Linked DNA regions of Mus musculus: regions 2 and 3 are each linked to region 1. A link is a contact called in public HiChIP or PLAC-seq data. All regions are on one chromosome and are shown on one strand. Each heading gives the region's core, a stretch centred on a gene start, on an enhancer-like site or on the middle of the called end of the contact. The rest is flanking DNA. Distances are from core to core; before and after follow the strand shown.

Region 1 (4,265 bases), core at 1,323-3,822:
GGGTATAGATGAAGCTGACAGATTTCAGGGATATAGATATTTGAATTGGTTCTCTCTGATTGTGGGACTGAGAACGTTCCCAAGAATAAACTCACTGAGAAGTCCAATTTCCTTCTAGTTCTAGGCCATAAGATCTTGTAGAGACCTTACCGGTGGCCTCTTTCCCTTTGAACGCAAAAGAAATAATTTGCTAGTGCTCAGTTTGACTCAAAAGGTTTGAACCATCATGTATGTGAGGTGCCCAGTTTAGGGAAGCTCTAATATCTGGCGATCTGTGTCATAAGTTGTAAATGATACGATATCCTAGACAAGGATCCCTTTTTTTTGAGGGAAAAACAAAAAACAAAAAACGAACAAAAACAAATACAGAAGAAAAAAATGTCTTCAAGAAAGCGAAAGTGGAACCTCCGGGGGGGTTCCGTGGGAAGGGCAGGGAGGAGCCACGCCCCATCTATGTAAATCACACCACAGGGGTGATTCTGACCGGATTTCACAGCCCAAGATGCCATACTCCTTGGAAAAAGGAATTAGGGTCTGTTGGGTTTTCTTTAAAAGCTAGGACTTCACCCTGGGTCAGACCTAAGTTCCCATTTTAATTAAACAGAGAGAGCAAGAGGGAAGCGCAAGGCCGTTGCATGAGGCACTCTGGGTTCAGAAGAGTTCTTGCACGGGCCACCCAAACTTGGGTGATCTTCGTTGGAGTCCGGTCAATAGATCAGGAGGGCTTAGTATTAGTCCAAGGGTGCTGAGATTAAGGGTCACCAGAACTCCTGATGCCCGAGGCTAACACCAAGTTCTTGTCTCATGGGTCCTAGAAATGGAACATGTAAATCAACATAGTCAACAGGCGAGTGCAAAAGTAACGCGGGTTTATTGAATGGCGGGGTTGGGGCGGAGCACAGCGGTGGGAGGATGGGGGATAAGGGGTAGGACATATGGGGGTGAGAGGGTGGAGGGACCAAGACAGAGTTCCAGAGAGCCATAGCAAGGTAATGTAAGACCCCCGAAACTGGGAAGACCTAGGCTCAAGTCCCGGGATGAGCTGCCAGGCAGCTCAAATACTCGAGAGAAAACCACACCTGATGCAAATTGCAAGAGGCTTTATTGTCAGCTAGCTGAGGATGAAGTCCATGCGCTGCACAGGGCAGGGGAGTTCGACCCCTAGCGGTCACAATAGGGAGCTTTTAAAGGAAAAGTGAGGAATTGGGAGGAGTTGGGAAGAGTTTGGCTACGGCTCTTCTCTGGCCGGTGTCCTTGGTAAAATTACAAGGCATGAGGAGTAGGGAGTGAGTTGTAGCTCTTCTTTTGTGGAATTTATCTCCGTGTCCTTGGCACAGGGAGCTAAGCAAGCGCCTGGCTAGGTCTTTTTACAATTATCGCATCTCTGGTTGTAAGGTATAAAAACAAAAAGGCTTTTTGCTGGCTATAAAGAACAAAGAGCTTCTTTCTGGCTGTATTTTTAGAGATCAGGGAATACAAGCTTGGGGACCGTTCAGGGGCTGGAGAAACACTTTAAGTCGGGGCCTCACAGTAACAACTCAGGTTACCCGAGCAGTCCAGTAGGGAACATCACAAAAGTGGATTGCTGTTTCTGACTTTTTGTTTGGTGTTTTAAGGAAGGGTTGTGAGGGGCTGAAGAGATGGCTCAGCGGTTAAGAGCATTGGATGCTCTTCCAAAGGACCCGGGTTCAGTTCCCAGCATCCACATGGCAGCCCACAACTGTCTGTAACTTCAATTCCAGGGGAATCTGACACCCTCACAGAGACAGACAGACAGACAGACAGACAAAACATATCTAGATAAGAGTGTGGAAGAGGAAGAGGGACCAAGTGAATGCCAAGCTGCTCACAGTAGGTTGCCTTGTCTCTATTGTTTTTAGGAAGTCAATGTCCTCAGCTACAACAGTCCAAGGTGAGGTCTCAGGGTGCCATCCTGACTGACTGGTCTCAGGGCCGATCTAATTCCTAGTCGCTACCACTAGGGCCGGCAGAGGGGAGCCAGCAAGGGTGCTGTTGACAGAGACCGAGATAGTCTAGCAACAGATTGCAGAGATAGTTTAGCAACTTGGGGATACGCCACCCCCACCCTGTGCACACCTTCACACAATCCCTTCCTGGCAAAGTCCGACCCAATTCTTCCCCAGCAACTCTTGTGTGACTAATTTGCAACCAATCAGATCTAGTACTAGAGAGCATGAGCCCAGGCAGCCTGAATCAGTTCTAGGTCCATGTATATACTAGGAGAGAAGAGCCTCTACTGATCAGCTCCTGCCTAGACATGACTCATCATGCATACGACCAAAATTATAAGACCTACAATCCGCACCTGGAAAAAAGGCAGGCGTCCTGAGGCAAGAAAAACAAACAAACAAACAAACAAACAAAAACATATTTTTAAACCCCCACCCATGCTACACCCCTAGCAAGCCACACCTCTACAGGTCCCACTAGAGAATTTCTAGATTAAAATCTTTTGCAGCCTGCAATCTTTTCTACATTCTTCACTTCCTTAAACAGGAAACGGAGAACAAAGGCGGTAACTCTTGTAAATGATCTAAACTAGTGTCCGTAACCCAGGTGAGTGGGAGGGGCTGAGCTGGGAGGTGGGCCAAGCGGTTATGGAAACACCGCTTGCTCACCACCTGACACTGCGGGTTCAGCCCTTAATCCCTACTTGTATTCCGTTTACATTTGTTCCCAACATAGGCATATAGAAAGTGAGGAATTCAGCTGGCCAATGTGGCCTTTAATCCCAGCACCGAGGAGGCAGAGGCAGGCAGAACTCTGCAAGTTCAAGGCTAGCCTGGTCTACAGAGTCAATTCCAAGACAGCGAGAACCTCTCCCCACCCCCACCCCCACCCCCAAAAGTGGGGACTTGTTCTGTTCTGGCAGGAATAAATGTATTCTAATGAGACCCTTGCGTCTCTCAGTCTGTCAGACCATTAAAAAACACTGGATCCCAGAGAAATGAACATTTCCTCAGGAGTCTCCTTCTGCAAGAAGGGAAAAGCCCTAGGCAGAGCGGAGCCTTGTCTCCATGGAGAGATTCCACCCCCTTCCAGGAAGAGCCTGAAGCACAGGCAAGGCCGTGTCAGCCCCAGCTGCGCCACACCTTGACGAAGACTGCTCAAAAGCGCAGATCTCTGGCCTCTGTTTAAATTTTAATCTCGCTTCAGGGGCCCCAAAACAGTTTCCCTGGGTCACTTGTCCTTCTCCCAAATGTGGCCACACTGAATAAATCTCCTTTTTCGGCTTTATATTAAGAAAAAGGCAGTGGTGGCGCACGCCTTTAATCCCAGCACTTGGGAGGCAGAGACAGGCGGATTTCTGAGTTCGAGGCCAGCCTGGTCTACAAAGTGAGTTCCAGGACAGTCAGGGCTATACAGAGAAACCCTGTCTCAAAAAACAAAAAAACAAAAACAAAAAAGAAAAGAAAAGAAAAATAATAGAACTTGTTAGGAAGAGGACCGAGGGACAGGGTCCCAAGGACCTGTCGTGGAGTACCAATCCGAGAAGACTGCTTGAGCATGCGTTTAAGCCAATAGAAAATCTTTATTAATGGTCTGGTGACTGCGATGGGTGCTCAGGGTCCCAGTGTGGCCCCAAGTCTTTCTCGAGGTAACCTTTTAAGTACAAAACCCATATCCTGGGTTGATCCGCTTCCGTTAACAACAACAGTTAACCAGAAACAGAATTATTTTTTTAAGTTGCAAATAAAAAAAAAATCATCACACACTGAAATTAACCATACCCAAATCTTTAAAAACTGTTTTCGTTCTAAGAAACACTGAGGACATATTATTTCAGCAACACATATCTGTCAATTATATTATAAAACTTTACTATTTTGCCTCAACTGCTTTCAGTCTTGTTTTCATTTGGTCTCTTTTGAGACCGAGTCTCCTGTGCAGCCTTGGCCTGCCTGGGCTATATATCAGTCATTCTGCCTCCAGCATATGTAGCCATACTCTGTTTGTTTCAGATTGTGGAATTCCTCCACACCTGCTGGACCACGGGCTGATTCAGTGGAACTGGAGAGGTTAAAGTGCTGCAAGCCCAGAACCTAGTTATCTTGACCAAACCTTAACATCCACGGCCATTTATGGCCGTCCACCGTGTGACCTAATGTCTCTGTGGCTGTTAGGTAAAGCTTTTGGAATGTAGCACAGAACACTAGCTCCCACCAACCAAAATGCTAAGACTTCAGAGAGCATCTGAGGCCTGTTGCTAAGATTCCTTACTTATCTGAGCTAGGCTCACCTGA
Region 2 (4,265 bases), core at 918-3,417, 46 kb before region 1:
AAGGAGAGAGAGAGAGAGAGAGAGACAGACAGACAGACAGACAGACACAGAGAGACAGAGAGGAGAAGAAAGAAGAAAAAGGAAAAAGAGACATAGTAGTTCACTCCTGCAAACTTAGCACCTGAAAGACTAAGACTGAAGGTACAGGGAAACTCTCAGGCTATCCTGGGCTACAAATGTGAGAAACTCTCAAAAGAATAAAACAAATACTTGGGAGGTAGAAGCAGGAGGCTCAGGAACTCAAGGTCAGCCTAGGCTACAAAGCAAATTTGAGGCCAGCCTGGGCTACATGAACCTATTTCCAAAACCCAGAGGAGATGGAAGAGACCCGTTTTCTGCCAGAAAGAAGAAAAGATGGATAAAGAGGTGGCCCATTTCTCTCATTCCCCACCATCATTTACTGGTTTCTTCCACAACTGGTTTCAGAAGTCAGGGTGATAACATTCGAAGCCCTGAGATAAGATAGCAAAGCAGAGAGCCAAGGGAGTCCCTTCAGAGCTGGAGCACAGCAGCTTGTGATGGGCGATTACCATCATCCTTCCCCACACAATGGGACACCAGCCTGCTGAAATCCCATTTCACAGAGGCACACCACTGAGGCTGGAAGGACAAGTCACCAGCCTGGGCTTCTCAAACTGAGCCCTTCACCCAACAGTGGACTTCAAGGCTGAAGAAAGAGCAGCAGAATGAGGTGAGGGGTCCGGAACACTTACCCAGGTAGGACAGATGGATTTGCTCTGGTGTAACATGAGGATACTCTTGGGCTCCCTGGACTCCCGGGGAGAAAGGCAGGAGCATGCAGAAGAAGAGCCAGCCTCCAAGAAAGGGGCTCATGGTAGGAAGAAAGGGGATGGTGGGAAGCCGAGTGGAATGCAGGGATGTGATCAAATTCCGCTGGTGGGTCCCACAGAGGATGGAGAATGGACCGATGCCAGGCAGAGCCGTGTGTCCGTCTGTCAGGATGTCTGTGGGGGAGGAAGACTGAATGACTGAAACGTCTCTGAGGGGAGTGGTGAAGGAGATGCTGGTGAGAGAATAATTAATGAGGTTTCTGAGCCTCGCTGCTCAGCACTTTGCATAGATTAATGGCAGGAGGCCTCACAGCATTCCTATGAGGTGGTGGCGACAGACATCACCAACCCAGTCACATATAGGAAACTGAGCAACCGAGTGACTCAGTGGCAAGGCTAGGATGAGATGCAGCTGAGTTTGAACCCTTCCGGCCCAGGCTCCTGATCCTGGGAGGGGGCTAGGAGGCTGGGGGGCGGGGATGCCTTTGACAACGCCATCCCCAACATCTCTGTCTTCTCTTAGCGACCTATTCTCCAGATTCTTAGCATCCCACTGTACCCTCAGCCTCTCTAATTCATCCTCAGATTTCCACTTATTCCTCCGGACCCGATAACTCCAACTCTACTCCCAGATTTCTCATTAGCTCCACCTGCCTGGAGCGGCTTCTTCTCATTCCCCTCCCCAACATCCCATCTTGCCTTCAGATCTCTCTCCTCCCCGGGCTCCATCCTCATCCCAGCTGCCTCTCCAGCCCTGAACCTGCATTGCCTGAACCCCGGTTTCTCCTCAGCTCCCAGGCCAGCTGAGGTTCTGAAGTTCGGTCCACCTGCCCTCGGGACCTGGACAGGTGCCTCGGGTCTGAAAGAACCGTCCACCGAAGGTCGAGAGCTGGGACGTGGGGTGGGGGGCGCAATCGGGAAGGGGACGCCGGCTCACCCTCAGGGGCGCGCCAGCCGCCCTCACGGTCCTCTCGGCCACCGATGCGCTGCAGTATTTATGAGCTTGCAGGGACACAGGCTCCCGCCGCCCACAGGTGTCCCAGCCCCGGAAGAGCCGGCTGCTTCAGGTGACGGGCTCCCCAGACAGCCCGAGCCCCGTGTCCCACAGGTCCGGCCGGTCCCTGGCGCCCCACGCCCACCCTCACGCCCCCCTCAGGGTGGGGCGCAGAAAGAGGGGACCCAGAAAAGCATGGGACGCCGCCACCTCCGAGCCAGACAGCAGGTTAGCGCCGGGACAGGTAAGGCTGCCCTGTCCCCAGGCGTCCCACCGCCCCAGCTGCGGAGACCCCCTGGTGACAGAAACCCACCCTCAGTCCCAAGGGAGGCCGCGATCCTGGGATTCCCATCCATCTCCGTTGAGCCCTCAGCATCTTCCTCTCAGCTCCTTCCTGCTTCCCAGAGCCGGGACTCTCCCTCAGACCCCCGCAGGGTATCCTGGAAAACACAAACTCCAAAGGCCCTGGTGACAATGGTGTTTGTGAGCCCGGTGCCCTAGGCGCAGTTGCTCAATCTCGCTACAGCCTGTTTTCTCACCTGTAAAAAAGGAGGAGATGGCTGGCACATACCCCGGTGTGCTACCCTAAGAACCGAGTTCAAGTCCAGAGCCGCCCCCACCCCCCCCACACCCCTGTCAAGGTGGGAACAAGTGGAATTTGAGCTGTCTAGATGCTGAAGAGGCCTTCAGCAAAGTGCGCTTAGGGTTTCCCAGATCCACAGCAGACACGTTCTTGGGGGAAGAGAGGTTTTCTGTCTTACACGCATTTTCTGTGCGATGACTCTGCAGTTTAGCTTTGTAAGCAGTTCTAGGTCTTTGGAGGTGGAGCTTGTGGAGTCTGACTTCGGGGCGGGAGTCCCCGGTCTTTAGGATTTTTGAACTCCCTACCCCTTTTCATTACAGCTTAAAATGTAATAATAATAATAATAATAATAATAATAATAATAATAATAATAATTGATAAATCACTCGGATCTGGGGCTAGTGTTGCACGCCCTTTATCTCCTGCACACCGGAGGCAGAGGGTCCTTATGAGTTCAAAGCCAGCTAGCCTGTTCTGCGATGAGTTCCAGGGCTACACAGTAACGAGTGTGAGCCTGTCTCAAAGATAAAATAATCACTTGGTCGTAGTGGTACACCCCTTAATCCCAATCTGTAGGAGGCTGGACCAGGAGGCCAGGAACCTGAGGCCAGCTAGGCTCCCTAACAAGACCCTATCTTAAAGCAGAACGCCACAAACAACTCTCTTTATCAATTTCAGCTCTGGCTCACCGCTACTCTAGCAGCCACAATCAAAACCTCTTCTTGTTATTTTTCTTGGTGGCCTTCCAGAATGGAAGCATCTTAGCCGGGTTTTATGCAAAGGATGCCTACTGCAAACCTAACGTGACTCCTGGCTGCTCCTGTTTTTATGCCACCAAGTTATGGACAGCCAAATATTTTTAAAGCAAGTGTGTCATACGGAAACACATGTGCTTTCTCATTTGTTTATTTGAAAACAGGATTTTATGTAATCCGGACTAGACTGGAACTCACTTACTCCATAGCTGAGGCTAGCCTGGAACTCCTGATCTTGTTTTGTTTTGTTTTGTTTTGTTTTGTTTTGTTTTGTTTTGTTTTGTTTTGTTTTGTTTTGTTTTTCAAGACAGGGTTTCTCTATATAGCCCTGGCTGTCCTGGAACTCACTCTATAGACCAGGCTGGCCTCGAACTCAGAAATTCGCCTGTCTCTGCCTCCCAAGTGCTGGGATTAAAGGCATGAGCCACCACTGCCCAGCACTCCTGATCTTCTAGACTCAGCCTATCAAATGCAAGGATTACAGGCGCGTGCCACAGTGCCTGACTTGTTGGTTTGTTTGTTTTAAATTCTTTATTAGATCTATTTATTTGTATATCTGTGAATTTGTTTGTATTTTGGTGGGTCCGAGTAGAGGGGGGGGGCGTTAAATTGAGAGGTCTTGAAATGTAGTCCAGGCTGGACTGGAATTTACTATGTATCCCAGGCTAGCCTCCAGCCTTTTCTGCAGTCCGTCTATTCCTGTGTGCTGGGACTGCAGTCACCAGCACAGCAGGCCATGCTGACTCCTTAGTTCATTAAACGTCAAGTCTAGCATCAGATCCAAAAGAACAGTTAACCTGGAAGCTTTGCTTTCCACTTTGTGGGGGGTTTTTCCCCCTCAGAGGAAAGCCTTATTAGGAAAGTTCTGGCACCTCAGCAGCACAGGCAGCTGGGAGAAGCAGACCTTTCAGTTCTAAGTGGCAGCTTCATTAGGAGAGATGACTGACAGGTAGCAGGGTCCTGGCAGGGATTGGCTTCTCCTGGTCTAGAGCTGTTGGTAAATGCTTTGGGTCCCCGGCAGGACTGTAGTGGGATTTGGAAGCATGCTGTGGGGTTCCTGGGACCAGGCCCTGGTCAGGCAATCACTTCCTGCTGCCCTCCTTGGGGTAGAAGGATGTGCTGAATTCTGTGCTGTGTCTGTC
Region 3 (4,265 bases), core at 1,108-3,607, 39 kb after region 1:
TCTGCAGGTGAGTGTTCGTGTAGCTGAGCACTCTCGATGAAGTCCGTACAAACTACCCTAGTTGAAAGGGTCTTGCTTATGTGTTGTTTATGATAATGTTACACACTTGGCTCCACAAACAAGAGGCCTGCAGGGGAAAAAGTCCCTGTTTCATTTCCAGCTACAGACACCATCCAGTCTGGCCCTCACTAGTGCTTGGGGCTACGGCCCTTACCAGCACGCTCGGTTGATGTGGGGCTGGGGACTGAACCCTGTGCCTTGTGCATGCTAACCAAGCACCTGATTGACAAGATAAGGTCACATATAATACAGGCTGGCCCAAAACTCAGTAGCCCCACTAGCCTTCAATTTCACCATCCCTCTGCCTCCACTTGCACAGTGGTGGGATCGCAGGCATGCAGCACCCCCACCCCCAGCTGCTTTAGCCTATTTATAGCTTCCATGTCATAAGTGTGGAGCACCACCCCCACGCTGCTGGGAACACCACCATACTGCTGGGAAGACTTCCTAGTTTACACTGGGCGATACTCCTCGTCTCCCTTACACTAGCTACAGTGAAGCTTTCTAGAGCTTGCAGGCAAGTGAATTTTAACCCAGTTAATCCATCAAAACTCTCCCCTGAATGACGGCTGTGACTTTCTTCCCTAAAGCTCCCCATCCTGCGTGAGCCACAGGAGCAAACTCTGTGGGCATCCTTAAATACACACTCACGAACTCAGCATGGCCGCAGAAGCCCGAAATCACCGTGCTCAGAAGACAGAGGCAGGAGGATGGTGAGTTCGAGGCCAGCCCGGGCTACGGAGAGTGAGAAGGGTTTTAAAATAAAATAAGTAAGAGGCTAAGATGGTAGCTCAGTTGGTGAAGTGCTTGCTGCACAGGGATGAGTATCTTAGTCTGGCTCCCTAACACGCTTATAAAAAGCAAAGTGTGGCCACATCAGTCACCACAGCCCTGACTCAGTGAAAGACAAAAGGATCCCTGGGACTTCCAGATTGTTTGAGAGACCCTGTTCCAGAAAAATAAAGTGTATGCCTAGCAAGATGGCTCAGTATATGACGGAGCCTGCCCGACACCCGAGTTCAATCCCCAGAACCCACCGCTGAAGGAAAGATGACCTCTGACCCACACACATGCAACGACACTCCCATGCATGTGTTGCACCTACACACAATAAAAACACATAAAAAAATAAATAAGTACATAGATAAATAATGAAAAGTGATTGACAAAGACCCTGGAAAAGACTGGAGAGATGGCTCAGTGGTTAAGAGCGTTGACTGTTTTTTTTACAGAGAACCTGAGTCTGGTTTCTGCAATAGCTCACAGCCATTTGTAACTCCAAGGCTCACAGCACCCCTGCCTGCCTCTGTGGATACTGCATGCATGTGGTTCACATAGGCACAGGAAGGCAAACACTCATATACATTGTCTTGGTTAGGGTTTCTATTGCTACAATGAAACACCGTTACCAAAAAACAAGTTGGGGAGGAAAGAGCTTATTTGGCTCATACTTCCACATTGCTGTTCATTATTGAAAGAAGTCAGGACAGGAACCCAGACAGAACAGGGACCTGGAGGCAGGAGATGATGCAGAAGCAGTGGAAGGTTGCTCCTTATGGCTTGCTCAGCCTGCTTTCTTATACAACCCAGGACTACCAGTCCAGGGACAGCACCGCTCATAATGGGTTGCTCCCCCCCCCCAATCAATCACTAATTGAGAAAATGCCCTACAGCTGGATCTCATGGAGACATTTTCTTAACGGAGGCCCCTTCCTCCCCGATGACTCTTAGTTGTGTCAAGTTAACACACAAAACCACCCAGTACACACACAAAATGAAAATAAATAATACATCTAAAATAATAACAATAGCTGAGAAGTACTGTTATCTGCCTTGGAGCCTATCACTCAAGAGGCAGAGGCAGGGGGATCTTTGTGAGTTTCAGGCCAGCCTGATCTACATAGTGTTCCTGGATAGCTACATAGTGGGTGGGAGATGGGTGGTGGTGGTAGTGAATATATAAGTAAATAAATAAATTTAAGGAGTCATGGGGGGGGGGCGTCGCTGATCTTCCTGGAGGGGAAGGGTTCGCTTAAGCTGAACAGCTGAGTAGCGATTGCTGCGGAGCCCGCGTGTTGAACGGTTCTGCTAAAGACGGATTCTGCTTCCAAGAACCGATCCTGTCTCTGCTTTCATTCTCTGGTTTCAAATCTGCGGTCAGAGCCACAGCTGAGCCTTTCGCTAGGGACCAAAGAATTTACCCTGACGACGGTGTTAGGAAAAGCTGCCTGGGGCGGAAGAGTGGGGCGGGGCGGGTCTCAGGGAAGGGGGCAGGGGAGGTGCCCGGGGTGTCCACCAGGGGATTGGCAGCCACGTTTCAGGGACAGGCGGCCTAGCTCGGCGGCCCTGGGCCGGGCTCACTCAGGCTGCAACGTTGCCCGGTGGCCCCGGGATCCTGAGCATAGAAGAAGACGGTCCACTAGGACCCCAGATCACGGGGCTGACTTCCCGGACCTCGGGTTACTCTTCGACTGCCTCCAGCGCCGGGTAGGGATTGGATCTTCCCCGCCAACTCAGAGCAGGCCGCCCGGTGAGCTCCCGGACAGGTACGGACCTGGGATGGGACTCGAGGGTCGTGTCCAAACCAGCGGCTGGAGCAGTCTGGAGAATGGAGGAGTCTCTCCACTGGCTCTGTGTGCCCCTCCCCGCCCCCAACCCACCCCACCCCAGGGACGCAGTCTCCAGGAGTCTGTACATCGTTTCCCAGACTCTTCCCTTATGCAGTGCACTCTTACACTGAGCTAGCTGTACACGTGCAAGTTGCAAAGCTACAAGTCCCACTGAGAAGACTTTACATTCCGTGTGTGTGTGTGTGTGTGTGTGTGTGTGTGTGTGTGTGGTTTTTCTTTTTCTTTTCTTTTGTACCTCTGACTGGCCTTGCTATGTAGCCCAGCCTGGCCTTGTACTCAGAGATCCCCCTGCCTCTTCCTCTTCAGTACTGGGACTAAACCCGTGCGCAGCCACACCCTACTATTTTTTACTAACATTTAAGATAGCATACAAAGTAGTGGGCTTCATTTCCCACGTTTCATACATACTTTGTTTTTATGGAACTAGGTCTACCGGGTCGATGGTGGCAGGAAAAAGTGCCTGCCGCCAAGCCTCCTGGTGATTCTCAAGACTCAGAGTTAAAGGCGAGAATGGAGACCCACGTGTTGTCCTCTGACCCACACACTAACACGCATACACATCAAACACTTGCGCAACAATAACATCTTACTTTTTATTTAAAATCAAATTTAAAAAAAAAAAAGAAGAAAAGGTTCTCCCAGCACCCCCTCTCGCAGCTCTACCCATGTCCCAAATAGCCAACCGAAAAGGGGGAAAAGAAATAGCCAGCCCAGACCAACATGTAGGCCCTGGGCCGCGGCTGGATCACTCTGGCTGGCAGCCCCTTTGCAGAATGCGTGCTTCAGGGTCTCAGGCTGTTTCCTGACTTAGCTACATTGATGCATTTCAGCTGTGTTTATTCCTTTCCGTGTAACGTTTGTTCTTCTGAGTTCATTTCTTCAGTTTATTCCACTCCCTGTCTTGGAAGTATAAATAACACAAATCTGATTTTAGTGGTTTGTTTTGTTTTGTTTTGTTCTGTTTTTCGCCAGTAGCCCTGGCGGTCCTGGAACTCGTTCTGTAGACCAGGCTGGCCTCGAACTCAGAGCCTGCCTCTGCGCAAATCTGATTTTAAACAATGACCGTGTGCTGACTAGTTTTATGTCAAATTGACACAAGCTAACATCACTTGGGAAGAGGGTCCCACAACTGAACAGATGCCCCCATCAGTTTGGCCAGTAGTACATTTTCTTAATTAGTGATTGATGTGAGAGAGCCCAGTCCTTTCTTTTGGGTGGTTTTGCCCCTGGGCTGGTGGTCCTGGGTTCTATAAGGAAGCAGTTTGAGCAAGCCCTGAGAAGCAAACCAGTAAGCAGCCATCCTCCATGGCCTCTGCATCAGCTCCTGCCTCCAGATCCCTGCCCTGATTTCTGGATAATGAACTACAGGCTATGCACTAAAATAAACCCTTTCCTCCCAAAGGTGCTATTGGTGTTTTTTTCACAGCTATAGAAAATCTAACGAAGACAAATTATCTAAATGTCCTAAGAGAATACCAGCAAATAGACCAGTCAGAGGGACAGAATTTATATGAAGACAAAGGGTTCCTTAAAGGAGCACCCACCTTCTATGCAATCAGTTAAAATAGCAATGGG

The links. HiChIP or PLAC-seq counts read pairs in DNA pulled down with a chosen protein or histone mark.
Region 2: an H3K27ac HiChIP or PLAC-seq map of embryonic stem cells shows a contact between it and region 1, with 17 read pairs. The contact joins the promoter of Acp7 here to the enhancer-like site in region 1. A contact is called at or near these places in 13 of 39 promoter capture datasets (the 3T3-L1 cell line, 3T3-L1-derived adipocytes, HPC-7-derived erythroid cells and 9 more), 7 of 484 Hi-C or Micro-C datasets (B cells, the C2C12 cell line, the G1E-ER4 cell line and 3 more), 4 of 115 datasets of contacts at active chromatin or transcription factors (embryonic stem cells and trophoblast stem cells) and 4 of 9 other capture datasets (adipose tissue, embryonic stem cells, liver and 1 more).
Region 3: an H3K27ac HiChIP or PLAC-seq map of embryonic stem cells shows a contact between it and region 1, with 16 read pairs. The contact joins the promoter of Fbxo17 here to the enhancer-like site in region 1. A contact is called at or near these places in 14 of 39 promoter capture datasets (3T3-L1-derived adipocytes, the HPC-7 cell line, embryonic stem cells and 7 more), 1 of 15 datasets of contacts at CTCF or cohesin (pro-B cells), 31 of 484 Hi-C or Micro-C datasets (the AML12 cell line, the BV-2 cell line, the Ba/F3 cell line and 22 more), 13 of 115 datasets of contacts at active chromatin or transcription factors (CD8 T cells, DN3 thymocytes, the SCID.adh cell line and 7 more) and 3 of 9 other capture datasets (adipose tissue, liver and pancreatic islet).

The regions. Positions count from the first base shown.
Region 1 is chr7:28,674,764-28,679,028 of GRCm38.p6, forward strand. No RefSeq gene overlaps it. Among named protein-coding and RNA genes, the nearest start is that of Fbxo27, 16 kb to the right of the region's middle. Within about 2 kb of position 2,573, at least 44 of the 459 cell types and tissues checked have an H3K27ac peak or open chromatin away from gene starts, as enhancers often do. A contact at or near this core is called in CD8 T cells, the SCID.adh cell line, Sertoli cells and 6 more, where this site is marked.
Region 2 is chr7:28,628,746-28,633,010 of GRCm38.p6, forward strand. Acp7 (acid phosphatase 7, tartrate resistant) reads right to left here and starts at 2,168. Exons shown (of 13, transcript NM_175319.5): 1 at 2,099-2,168; 2 at 714-965. The coding sequence starts at 834.
Region 3 is chr7:28,714,433-28,718,697 of GRCm38.p6, forward strand. Fbxo17 (F-box protein 17) reads left to right here and starts at 2,358. Exons shown (of 7, transcript NM_015796.2): 1 at 2,358-2,606.